2 separate regions of the Canis lupus genome follow, and region 1 is linked to region 2. A link is a contact called in public Hi-C data. All regions are on one chromosome and are shown on one strand. Each heading gives the region's core, a stretch centred on a gene start, on an enhancer-like site or on the middle of the called end of the contact. The rest is flanking DNA. Distances are from core to core; before and after follow the strand shown.

Evidence for each region. A called contact is a pair of places that touch in the nucleus more often than the background predicts.
Region 1: a contact with region 2 is called in a Hi-C map of blood, with 2.4 times the contacts expected there. The contact joins the promoter of PRPF39 here to the promoter of LOC119872819 in region 2. A contact is called at or near these places in 2 of 9 Hi-C or Micro-C datasets (both in blood).

The regions. Positions count from the first base shown.
Region 1 is chr8:22,730,364-22,737,638 of UU_Cfam_GSD_1.0, forward strand. PRPF39 (pre-mRNA-processing factor 39) reads left to right here and starts at 4,684. Exons shown (of 14, transcript XM_038544616.1): 1 at 4,684-4,842.
Region 2 is chr8:22,588,794-22,595,283 of UU_Cfam_GSD_1.0, forward strand. LOC119872819 (translation initiation factor IF-2-like) reads right to left here and starts at 2,981. Exons shown (of 4, transcript XM_038544087.1): 1 at 2,886-2,981; 2 at 2,482-2,725; 3 at 1,895-2,409; 4 at 912-1,716. The coding sequence starts at 2,981. The coding sequence ends at 1,627. It overlaps C8H14orf28, which reads left to right and starts at 2,010. Exons shown (of 5, transcript XM_038544600.1): 1 at 2,010-2,313; 2 at 4,992-5,516. The coding sequence starts at 4,993.

The DNA.
Region 1 (7,275 bases), core at 3,434-5,933, 140 kb after region 2:
GGGAACATTCCTCGACATCTTAAAAGCCATCTATGAAAAGCACACAGCAAATATCATTCTCAATGAGGAAGCACTGGGAGCCTTTCCCCTAAGATCAGGAACAAGACAGGGATGTCCACTCTCACCACTGCTGTTCAACATAGTACTGGAAGTCCTAGCCTCAGCAATCAGACAACAAAAAGACATTAAAGGCATTCAAATTGGCAAAGAAGAAGTCAAACTCTCCCTCTTTGCCGATGACATGATACTCTACATAGAAAACCCAAAAGTCTCCACCCCAAGATTGCTAGAACTCATACAGCAATTCGGTAGCGTGGCAGGATACAAAATCAATGCCCAGAAGTCAGTGGCATTTCTATACACTAACAATGAGACTGAAGAAAGAGAAATTAAGGAGTCAATCCCATTTACAATTGCACCCAAAAGCATAAGATACCTAGGAATAAACCTAACCAAAGATGTAAAGGATCTATACCCTCAAAACTATAGGACACTTCTGAAAGAAATTGAGGAAGACACAAAGAGATGGAAAAATATTCCATGCTCATGGATTGGCAGAATTAATATTGTGAAAATGTCAATGTTACCCAGGGCAATATACATGTTTAATGCAATCCCTATCAAAATACCATGGACTTTCTTCAGAGAGTTAGAACAAATTATTTTAAGATTTGTGTGGAATCAGAAAAGACCCCGAATAGCCAGGGGAATTTTAAAAAAGAAAACCATATCTGGGGGCATCACAATGCCAGATTTCAGGTTGTACTACAAAGCTGTGGTCATCAAGACAGTGTGGTACTGGCACAAAAACAGACACATAGATCAGTGGAACAGAATAGAGAATCCAGAAGTGGACCCTGAACTTTATGGGCAACTGATATTCGATAAAGGAGGAAAGACTATCCATTGGAAGAAAGACAGTCTCTTCAATAAATGGTGCTGGGAAAATTGGACATCCACATGCAGAAGAATGAAACTAGACCACTCTCTTGCACCATACACAAAGATAAACTCAAAATGGATGAAAGATCTAAATGTGAGACAAGATTCCATCAAAATCCTAGAGGAGAACACAGGCAACACCCTTTTTGAACTCGGCCACAGTAACTTCTTGCAAGGTACATCCACGAAGGCAAAAGAAACAAAAGCAAAAATGAACTATTGGGACTTCATCAAGATAAGAAGCTTTTGCACAGCAAAGGATACAGTCAACAAAACTCAAAGACAACCTACAGAATGGGAGAAGATATTTGCAAATGACATATCAGATAAAGGGCTAGTTTCCAAGATCTATAAAGAACTTATTAAACTCAACACCAAAGAAACAAACAATCCAATCATGAAATGGGCAAAAGACATGAAGAGAAATCTCACAGAGGAAGACATAGACATGGGCAACATGCATATGAGAAAATGCTCTGCATCACTTGCCATCAGGGAAATACAAATCAAAACCACAATGAGATACCACCTCACACCGGTGAGAATGGGGCAAATTAACAAGGCAGGAAACAACAAATGTTGGAGAGGATGTGGAGAAAAGGGAACCCTCTTACACTGTTGGTGGGAATGTGAACTGGTGCAGCCACTCTGGAAAACTGTGTGGAGGTTCCTCAAAGAGTTAAAAATAGACCTGCCCTACGACCCAGCAATTGCACCGTTGGGGATTTACCCCAAAGATACAGATGCAGTGAAACGCCGGGACACCTGCACCCCGATGTTTATAGCATCAATGGCCACAATAGCCAAACTGTGGAAGGAGCCTCGGTGTCCAACGAAAGATGAATGGATAAAGAAGATGTGGTTTATGTATACAATGGAATATTACTCAGCTATTAGAAATGACAAATACCCACCATTTGCTTCAACGTGGATGGAACTGGAGGGTATTATGCTGAGTGAAGTAAGTCAGTCGGTGAAGGACAAACATTATATGTTCTCATTCATTTGGGGAATATAAATAATAGTGAAAGGGAAAATAAGGGAAGGGAGAAGAAATGTGTGGGAACTATCAGAAAGGGAGACAGAACGTAAAGACTGCTAACTCTGGGAAACGAACTAGGGGTGGTGGAAGGGGAGGAGGGCGGGGGGTGGGGGTGAATGGGTGACGGGCACTGGGGGTTATTCTGTATGTTAGTAAATTGAACACCAATAAAAAATAAATTAAAAAAAAAGAAATAATACACAATATGGAACATGTAAAAAAAAAAGATTACTTGCCCTTTTCTTTTTTCTTTTCTTTTTTTTTTTTTTTAGATTTTATTTACTTATTTGAGGTAGCACAAGCACAGTAAAGGGGGTAGGGCAGAAGGAGAAGCAGCAGGGAGTGGGGGGAGGGCAGAGGGAGAAGCTGGCTCTCCACTGAACAGAGTCAGCTAAATGGGGGGCTCCATCCTCGGACCCTGGGACCATGACCTGAGCTGAGGGGAGAGAATCACCTAAATCTAAGCCACCCAGGCGCCCCACCCTTCTCTTATTTCAAGGGGTGAAAGTTGTGACACTTTTTTTATATATATTTTATTTTTATTTATTCATGAGAGACAGAGAGAGAGAGAGGCAGAGACACAGGCAGAGGGAGAAGCAGGCTCCACACAGGGAGCCTGACGCGGGACTCAATCTCAGGTCTCCAGGATCAAGCCCTGGGCTGAAGGCAGCACTAAACCATTGGACCACCAGGGCTGCCCTGTGACTCTCCTCGCTAGAGGGTTTTTAAAATTATAAAACAACCAAGACCTTAGTATTTTAATCATCTGTTTTGATCAATTAGATATTGCTAAATGTCCCTACTGGTCAGACCATTCAATTACCACAAAGCTCTGCTCCCTATTATCCTTATCATACTTCTTTGCCACTAATAATTGAGTTCTCTGCCATCTAGGAACCTTTGTATCACCATTGAAATCATGGCACCTATATCAACAGAAGACTACTCTAGCATCCTCTAGCCACAGAGAATAACCACTATATAATCTTCCTTGACTTATGATGGGGATATGTCCTAATAAATCCATTGTGAGTTGAAAATGTAAGTTGGAAATGTGTTTAATACACCTAACCTATCAAACATCATAGCTTAGCCTAGACTAACTTTAACATGCTCAGGAAACTTACACCAGCCTATAGCTGGGGAAAATCATCTAACACAAAGCCTGTTTTATAATAAAGTGTTAAATATATCATGAAATTTATTGAATACCATACTGAAAATGAAAAAACAGAATGGGTGTATGGGTACAGAATGGTTTTAGGTTGGTTGTTTACCCTCATGATTGAGTGGCTGTGTGTGCTTAATCACTCTTGTACCACTTTGAAGTCGAAAAATTAAGTTGAACCATCATAAGTTGTAGTACTTTCCAAAGATGCTGTCCCTTCACCGGTGTGTTTCTTAAATCTTGGTGAAGGGAGTGTACCTGGCACTCCTAGGATACATAGTTATAGATGAGTGGAAAGTTGTTCATCAGTAGTTCATGCTAACACTCCTATAGAACAAACAGTTAGTACCATTCCTGGCTATTTAAGCTAGCATATTGAATTTATACATACATATATATGTATATGTTAATATGTAATATTACAAATATACATATTGCATATATATAGTCTAACCTAAAATCATTTCCTCCTCAGTCTAGCACTCAATGAAATTTCTCATGTATTCTTCATATTTTTGTCAACATAAATTTGTAAAGTTTCAACTGTCTTCCTACATAAATCCCACTGTACAGGTTTGACATTATAATTGGCCTCCACAATATGCTGAAATCTGATTCTGCTGTAAGTTTAGAAAAGACGGTAAGTAGGCCGCCTGGGTGGCTCAGTGGTTGAGTGTGTCTGCCTTTGGATCAGGTCGTGATGATCCTAGGGTCCTGGGATGGAGTCCCACATCAGGATCCCCACAGGGAGTCTACTTTCTCCCTCTGCCTGTGTCTCTGCCTCTGTCTGTGTGTCTCTCATGAACAAATAAATAAAATCTTAAAAAAAAAAATGAAGATGGGAATGTAACTGAAGAGGATGGCTAAGTCTGTCAATGCAAGAAGCCTTCACTCATTTTATATATTCTTTTATTTATTTTTAAAGATTTTATTTATTCATGAGAGACACAGAGAGAGCACAGGGGGCGGGACAGGGGACTCGATCCCGGGTCTCCAGGGTCACGCCCTGGGCTGAAGAAGGCAGGCGCTAAACCGCTGAGCCACCGGGGCGTCCCTATATATTCTTTAAATGATCACGTCCCCAAGCCCCTCATTTGTTTTCACTACGGTTTCCTCTCTTTTGTTTGTTTTTGATGTTTCCTCTTGAGGAAACCTGGGAGGACCCAAGATCTGTATCATCCCGAAGAATGGAGATTTAAGGATGAATTTTTGCTCATGTTCAGGTGGAGGGGTAAGACCTGGGCAGTCGTTGGGAAAACCTTCGGTTTGCTCCATAAGACCACGATAGTTTTCTCTGAGGGGGGTGAGGCGCCGTCTACGGTTAAGATCGAGGATGTAAGAGGCCCTAAACACTTGTCTTTTCGCTTAGAAAGTCGCCGCGGAGCGGAGCAAACGGCGGGCAGCGGCACCGCGGGCCCGGGGCGGGGCCGAGGGCGGGGCCGGGGGCGGGGCCGAGGGCGGGGCCGGGGGCGGGGCCGGGGCCCAGGATCCCGCGGAGGGCGAGGCCCGAGCGCAGCGCCACCACGTGACTCCTTCGCCGCCCGGGCCAGCGGCGCATGCGCGAAGCGCTCCCGACGAGGCGGTCGTGGTGCTGGTGGCGGCTGCTGCGGGACGGAGACGGGGGAAGTGCCATCTTCGGCTCGGTTGGCCCAGACTGCGGCTCATGGCATTGAGTGGCATCCGTCGTCAGGTGGGCTGGGGCGGGCGTCTTGGAACTGGCTGGAGGGGGTGGTTTGCGGGGCAGGAAGGGGCCTGCCGGATTTCGGGCCGCGCTGGGGTTGCGGCCTCCGGCTCCCGCCCCCGCCCCCGCCCCGCTTGAGGCCTGGCCTGGCCTGGTCTCGGCTTCCAGCTGTCCCTTCCTTTCTCCTTCCCACCTGTTGGGTGGAGCAGGGCGAGGCTTCCTTTCTTAGTTAGACCAAACGTTTCTCTGACGGGTGCGCCTTATAAAGGGCGGGTGTCTGTGGGCCTCCACCTGGGCTTCGGGAGCGCGTTGGGGTTACGTGGGAAGCCCTAGCTTCGCCAGGAGCCGGAAGGCCGCGTGCTGGGACGACTGGAAGTGGAGGGGGCCCCATAGTAGCCGGCAGACGACTGCGAGAATTCAGATTCTGTTCGTAAGAGCTTGGAGGCGCCTTGTAGTGGCGCGTTCCGCGTTCCGACCGCCCCAGCCGCGCTGTTGCGACCCTGAGTCACAGCACCGCCAGCGTCGCCCAGGGCTTTTGGCAGCGTAGGATAGAATCGAGAAAAACAGACATTAAAGGTCCCGGTAGGATCTCTTAAAAGGAGCCTGTTTTCAATCAGAGGCCAACACTGGCGTTTGTCTCGCTCTGAAATCACATCTTTAATAAGTAGTACTGCTCTTCATGCGTTATGGATGATCATGTAATACCGTATGGTTTTATGCGGATTATATTGTTACTTTTTAGTTGGATGTTTATGTTGCCTTCCCTTTAAGGACTTTAGGTTATTTGGCAACTGATCCAGTCTGTTCAGAAATACTTTAAACTTGGGATCCCTGGGTGGCTCAGCGGTTTTGCGCCTGCCTTTGGCCCAGGGCACAATCCTGGGGTCCCGGGATCGAGTCCCGCGTCGGGCTCCCTGCATGGAGCCTGCTTCTCCCTCTGCCTGTGTCTCTCTCTCTCTCTCTGTCTATCATAAATAAAAATAAATCTCAAAAAAAAAAAAAAAAGAAATACTTTAAACTTTTTTTTTTTGTTTTTTACAGCTGGAAAGGTTGGAAGCTTAAAGCAAATTTTATACAGGGAAGTATGAAGCTCATGTTGGGGAACCTAAGTATTTTGGTTTCTCTGAGAGCTTAACTGGATTAAAAAAAAAACAAGCCCCCCCCCCCCCCCCTCCTTTCTCTGTCCCATTTATCACCTTATTCTAGAGTTGCAAAAGTTGGAACTTTCTACTGTTCAGCTTCTGGTAGGGATAACGTGAACGAAAGGAGTTCTGCTAAAGAACTCTAGTTCCTGGATTGTGAACTCTGGAATAATTAGGGGTTGAGCAAAGATAGGTAGTTAGTAAGTGGTGTGAGATATTTGAAGTGAGAATTAGAAAGCACAATTTTTTTTAGTGTCAGAGTATTTGGTAATATTTTTATTTGCTTACCTATAGTTGAGTAAGAAAAAGAATTTTATAAATCAAATGATAAAAGGTGTGTGTGCACACGCGTCTTAAAGAGAAAGAACAGAGGCGCCTGGCAGGATTAATCAAGAGAGCACGTGACTTTTGATCTCTGGGTTATGAGTTTGAGCCCCACATTAGCTGTAGAGATTATTTTTATTTTATTTTATTTTTTTTTTAGATTTTTATTTTATTTATTTATTCATAGAGACAGAGAGAGAGAGGCAGAGACACAGGCAGAGGGAGAAGCAGGCATCATACGGAGAGCCCGACGTGGGACTCGATCCAGGGTCTCCAGGATCACGCCCTGGGCTGCAGGCGGCGCTAAACCGCTGAGCCACCCGGGCTGCCCTAGAGATTATTTTTATTTTTTATTTATTTATTTATTTATTTTTAATTCATTTTCTGCTACGTAGCTTTTATTTTTTATTTTTTATTTATTTATTTATTTATTTTTACATTTTTATTTATTTATGATAGTCACAGAGAGAGAGAGAGAGAGAGAGGCAGAGACACAGGCAGAGGGAGAAGCAGGCTCCATGTACCGGGAGCCTGACGTGGGATTCGATCCCGGATCTCCAGGATCGCGCCCTGGGCCAAAGGCAGGCGCCAAACCGCTGCGCCACCCAGGGATCCCTAGAGATTATTTTTAAATCTTAAAAAAATAAAGAGAAAGAATGGAACTTTTTGTAGTATGTTAATAAGTAATCTGCATAAAACATAAGGTGTGTGTGTGTGAAAAATATTCAATGGAGAAAGAAAGTACTAGTTCCAGTCAAGTGGTGATTTTTTTTCCCCCCAAAGACTTGGAGGTGATGCAGATATTTATGTAAATATATGTATATAAAGTTGAGTTTCTGGAACATACTCGGTGTCTAATATGTGGAAAATTGAAAAAGGTCAATCTGTGAACATTCTACTTAGCCTCTGAAAACAGTTGCCAAAACCGGTGGTTATGATAGTCTCTTCTTACCAACTTGTGTCTTCATATTGGCTT
Region 2 (6,490 bases), core at 1,731-4,230:
ACATAAATCTTTAGAAAATGCAAATGAGTGTATAATGACAGAAATTAGATCAGTGGTTGCTTAGGTGTGGGAGGTAAGGAGGAATGCAAGAAAGAAACTACAATGGGGCATAAGGAAACTTGAGGATGATAGATCTATTCACTTGACTTATATATAAGGGATATATACCTCAAAACTTCACAATTACATACTTTAGATATGCTCCACATATTACATGTCAATTATACCTTAATTAAGCTGTCTTTAAAAAAAAAAAAGGCCCTGGGCAGCCCGGGTGGCTCAGTGCCTTAGCGCCGCCTTCAGCCCGGGGCGCGATCCTGGAGACTCAAGATCGAGTCCCACGTCGGGCTCCCTGCATGGAGCCTGCTTCTCCCTCTGCCTGTTGTCTCTGCCTCTCTGTGTGTGTGTGTGTCTCTCATGAATAAATAAAATCTTAAAAAAAAAAAAAAAAAAGCCCTGCAACTCAGCTTGTCAGATTTTAAGAGGAGCACAGGGGAAGCGGAATGGAAATCTCGGTTAAAGGCTTCAGTGAGGTTTGTGAATTACCCAAGTATGCAAAGAATCCATGCTTCCCTCGCCTAGCTAAGCTTCAGCATGAGTCACGTTTCTGCTATTCTCCAGAAATGGTGACAACCACCACTATTGGGTTTTGTTTTCAGGAAGAGAATAACCCAATCAGTATAAAATTAATTTCCACGTCTTGTGAAAGATTATCAATTGAGCATATAATCCACATTTTAAAACATTTTTCAAGGGTGTTCTACTTGCAGAATAGTTTTAATGTTGAGACTAAAGTTTTTGCATGTAAATTCCAATACAGACACACTAGTCGTTTAATCACACAGAACCTCAGTTTCTTCATCTGTGAAATGCCGTAAGAAAGAAGAAAAACAGAGAAACTAAAAACAACAGACTGTGCCAGAATTATTAATTCTTCCCTTTTGGGCAGAGCCTCTTTCCTCCTCCTCTGAGCGATGTCCATTTCTTCCTATCACCACCTGCAGTAATAATCTTGAGAAAGCCAAACTTGTACCCTCCACTCCTCTGTCACTAGACTCTTTGAGAGAGGTCCACAAGGAAGGTCCTTGTCAGCGCCCTGACCGACCATCACACTAGTCAAGAGGCCCACCAGACTCAGCGGTGACCGAGGAGCCCAGTGAGGTGTTGGGCGGGCCTTGAGCTCTCCGTATTGCATGTTCTGGGGGTTGGGTTTCACTTTCCAGACAACCATTATTCGTTGAACAGTTGGATGGGTGATATCTCAACAGTATCTGCATTTGTAATGGGGGGTAAGGTAGTTTTCCAGGGTGGCCTGGGTTCTCCAGGAGCTAAGCCATATAAGCTCCGACCCTTTAAGCGAGGATACAAGAACTAGGGCTTACTGAATGGAACAGTGGTTGAGCCCACGGACTCCAGCACTAAGCAGCTCTGGCTTCAATTCCCAGCCATCACCTAATGTGTGGTACTTGAGCATTTCCGACACTCAAGTGTTTTCGTCTCCACAGTGGGGCTAAAGCAACCTGATGTCTCTCCACGTTATTAACTTCCTGTAAATTACAGCACCCTCGCCAAATTATGAACACTAAAGAGAGGCATTAACCCACTAACTGATTCACCTCTTCTTAACTACATACTTACATCAAAAGCTTGCATAGTTAAAATTTGCTGGGAAAACGAAGCTTTCCCTTCTGAGTTAAGCCCATAAGAAGACAAGACCTAGAAGCAAACGAAAACCAAGGTCCTCAAAGGATACAAACCTCAAAACAGCCAAGCAGGTTTGCCAACAGAGCTCCGCCTCCACGCAAGCCCGGCCCACTTCCGGCTGCCCCACCCACCCACCCACCCTCTGACACTGGAACGCCGCCCCTCTCCGTGAGGTCCCGCCCCCCCGCACCTGATCTTGGCTCCCATTGGGCGAATCTGGATGCTGTATACACCCCCGACACACGCACGTTTGGCAGGGGCGTCTTCGCGCCTGCGCAGCAGCGCCGTCAGGCGGCTGGGTACTAGGGGCTGGGGGGAGGGGGCCGGAGGAGGTCAGGCCGAATCTTCCTCCGTAATAAGAAGCTACGCGTCCTGCGGTCCTGGCTCCGTGGGTCGGGTCGGATCCGGCCTGGGCGGTGGAGCTGCTGTGGCTCCCGCCGCGGCGGGTGCGATGGAGGCCGTGCCAGAGCCCAGCACTCACGCCGGGGAGGCCCAGACAGCGGACGGTGCTAGTAGATGAGGCGGCGGCGGCGGCGGCACGGGCTCTCCATGAGCAAGCGGCGGCGGCGACGGGTGCGGCGGCACCGGCGGTTTTCGGTCCCCGGGGAGGTACGAGAAGTCGGCTTCCTGGTGGACGGAGACTGGCCGGTGTGCGGACGCCTTCCGCGGCCCGGCTCTGCCGCCCAGCGCCCGCAGTCCCAGGCGCTTAGGGGACCCTTACCTGGACGCGGGCAAGGCCGCCCAGCCGTTTCACCTGCTCGGGGCTCGGGGGCCCGCCAGCCTTGCGGGGCCAGCCCAGGTGCCGGGCCTTGGCTAGCGCAGAGGGCCGGGGGCGGGGTAGGCGTGGCCCGAGCGCGGGGGCCGGAGGCGGGCGCCCACCGCGCGGCCAGCCGGTCCCGGCCGCGAAGCCGCGTGCAGCTTCACGGGGGAGCGCGTGGCCCTTTTCCAGGCTATCTCGGGGTGTGATTCCAGAGAGGACCCTTAGGACCGCCGAGCTCTTAGGGAGTGCAGCGTTCTGTGCCTAGGGCGAGCGGTCCAGGTTCTCACGACCGCTGTCACCCTTGAAAATGACCGCAAAAGAAAGGTGTCGTTTTGCCAAGGAAATAGAGGTCGGTGGAGTCTTCCTGGCTTACTTAAACTGGAGGGCCTGTTGAATCCCGACAGCGATGCCAGCAGCATACCTCCTCCAGGGCTTCTGATACAGTGCTTAACCAAAGTCTTTTTCGACGGTGTGGTGAAATCCTAAAACAATTTTTAGTGAAGCTCTTGGCAGCCATTTCCCCACTTTTTTTTTTTTTTTTTTTACTCATTTTTGTTGTAATTTTCTTTGTAACAAATCACCACCTTAATGCTGAAACGATTAAGTGTCCTCTAGTTCTTCCAGTCCTCTCTACCCCTGTCTTTCCCTTCCCCCTCCCCCCCAAAAAGGCTAAAGAAGTTAGTTTCGTTTTACAGATATATATATATATATAAGTATACATAAAATTGTAGTTTGCCTTTCTTAAGTATATCCATTGCTGTAGTTATTCTTTATTCGGTCATGTCTAAAAGATGGTTTGAAGAAAAACAGTGCAGAGATTTACGATTCCTTCCCAGGGCAACATTTGGGAATCTGAGCTCAGGCTTGTGACCTTGCTACAAAGTTTTTTAAAATTACACAGAAATAAAGGAAACCATGAAGAAAGTTATTTTCATTTTTAAAGCATTTGAATGCCATGGGATTTTTGAAAAATCTCCAAAAACATTAAGAAACAGTTGGTGTTTGCCTAAGGCTCCAGATTTGCCACGCCCTCTTATTCCGAAATGGTTGACTAGAGCCAGCACGTTACTGACTATGAATAAACAGCTACACTGAAGACTAAATATAGTGTTGAATATTTTAGAGCCCACAGTATCTTGCCTCAAGCTGAAAATACTGTGTGTGCGTGCGCCCGCGTTGTCTATATTGTAGAACTGAACTTTTAGTCGGCTAGTATTGTAAAATCGGTTTAAATTTATTTAAAGTGTAAAAACAGTTTTTTGGTTTTTTTTTTTTAACGGTAGTTAACACAATGTTACATTAGTTTCAGGTGCACAACATAGTGATTCTGCAAGTCTGTACTCTGTGAACTTCATTTCTTACACAAAAACACAGAGGTCTGCACTTCTGAATATTGGATTTATGTTGTGCCTGCTTTTCTTTTTCATGAAAATATACTTTTCCATAGAAGCAACATTGAGGAACCCTATGATGTTTTTAGTTTAGGCAGTTATTATCTCAAGTAAAGCCGTATTTTCAATTCAGTTTCATTAGGACCTCATTCTTTAACTTTGTACAATTTTGCTTTGTATACTACACATGACCTGAACGTGTTACTAGAATACTCTCAGTGACTAAAAACAAATTGCTTAGCTAACTTCAAGGTTAGGAGAAGGATAAATAGTTTAAATAAGGAGGACACCCCCATTCGTTCCCAAAACATACAAAGAGGGGAATCAGATTACTTACCAAGTCAGATCTTCACAGCAGGGCCTCTATAGTTAAAATAGAATATCCAGAATAGTCCTAAACTGTAAATGAAAAATCCCAAAGTGCATAGAAATGATTTTTGTATCAACTGGGCACTATTCAGTTAAGTACTCTGGATTACTTTTCATATGTGGTCTTTCAAAGATAATTGGCCATTATTCTGTAGCCCAGCTAAGAATTCCATTATAGCATTTTCATAAGTGGAATCATGTATATTAAAAAGGAAATGAAGCACAGCTTGTATTTTGAAGAGCTAAGGAGGTTTTACATGAGGAATGCGCCCGACCAAATTTAGATTGCATCTTCAAATAGCTCTGTTTTTATTTAGGATTTTTTATTTCAGGGTCTTCCTATGTCACAGATAAAATTATATAAGATATAATTAGTATAAAAGTCTGTCAAATGCTCATCCTGCACCTCAAAAAAGATTGCGCTTCTTAAGTGGTCTTTCCAGAGGCCATGCATATTGCAAAAAAAAAGGCTCAGCTTGAATCACTTTAAATTTTTTCGTTATATTGGTAGACCTTCTAACCAAATTTAATTTGAATTTTTTTTTTTTTTTTAACGATTTTATATTTAAGTCATCTCTATACCCAACATGAAGCTCAGACTTACAGCCGGGAGATCAGGAATCACAAGCTCTACCAACTGAACCTGCCAGGCACCCCTAATTTGAATCTTTATATAGCTTTGTTTTCATTTAAACATATCTCATGCATTTATGAGTGCATATGAAATCACAAATTTACATGTTCTATTTTAAACTTTTAAAATGCAGGATGAAGACACTGTTTGAAGAGATCAAAGCATCAATTAAAAATAACTATAACCAAGATCGCTCATTTTGGAGGCCTGTTCTTCCTTGGGGAGGTGTTTTTACTATCAAAGCTGGCCGCAAAGCAGTTTCCTGTACGCCACTCTATGTTGAAATAAGACTGAAAAATACCTGCACCATAGATGGATTCTTGATGTTATTATATGTCATTCTTAATGAAAATGAAAACTTCCCCAGGGAACTCTCTCTTCATTTAGGTCGGGAGTTTGTAGACTGTTTCCTTTATTTAATGGACACCTACAGTTTCACAACTGTGAAGCTACTTTGGATTTGGGACAAGATGGAAAAACAGCAATACAAATCTGAAGTTCATAAAGCTTCATTAATAATTGATTTATTTGGGAATGAGCATGATAATTTTACAAAAAATCTCGAAAATCTCATGTCTACCATACAAGAGAGTTACTGTTCCAACTGGCGATGCCCAACTCGAGTGCAGGAAGATCAGCAACGCACAATTAATATAAAGTAAGTTTCTTCAAAGTCTGTCACTTTTAGCAAAAATAATATATTTCTTAAGTGAATGTTGCTATAAATAAATAAATATAGTCAAAGTGTTTCCTAAAGTACAGACAGATCCTGTGCATTTACTTACACATAGCAACCACACAAAGGCAGGACTGTAGTTAAGTCCCATGACAAAAGTGTTACCATTTGTTAAATCCAAATATCTTAGAATTGACTTTAGAAAACCAACTGGTAACTATTATTTAACTTGGATAGTAATGAATTAGTATGCAAAATGTTTTACTCATGCATTGAATTTGCTAATATGACTGTAGATAATTTTTTGTGTCACAAACATAACCTCTTAAAGAACATTTAATACTCTACTGGAGTGTGTCACCTCTGGAATGGATTTCTGTTGAATAGGGTATTTCTACATGAACAAAAAGATTGAAAATATTCCTTCTTTTCATGGCCAGGGCATAATTATAGACAGAAATCCCACACTTGGAATCTTCATACCTGGAGAAGATAGGATGCGAGGAGCTCTTTCATTGACTAGGAGAGGTGCTGATAGCCTGCCGAGAATTTTGGCTTTGAGAGAGAAGGCAGACCTCTAGACTGGTAAATGATAGGGAGGAAGGCCAAACTGGCAAGCTCTAGTGGAGTGTTGGGAAATATTAAAGCCCCCAAAGGACATGAGCTGGGAAAAGAATAACTGCCAGTGGAAAAACAGGACAGAAAAACAAACCCAAACATGTTGTTGTCAGAAAGTATATTTGGCCCTGTGGTCCAGAAAAGCAGCTTAATAGATGTTCCCTTTTGAAGATATACATCAGATACCCTAACTTATTCGCATTTTTTCTTAGCATATTTAGTTTAATATTGTAACATCTTGCTACTTATGGAAAGCTGAAGGTATTTTATTCTTTTTAGAGTCTGCCAATTAATGCCTCTCTTGTTTCTGAAATAAAATTTGTCCATTTTCCTATACT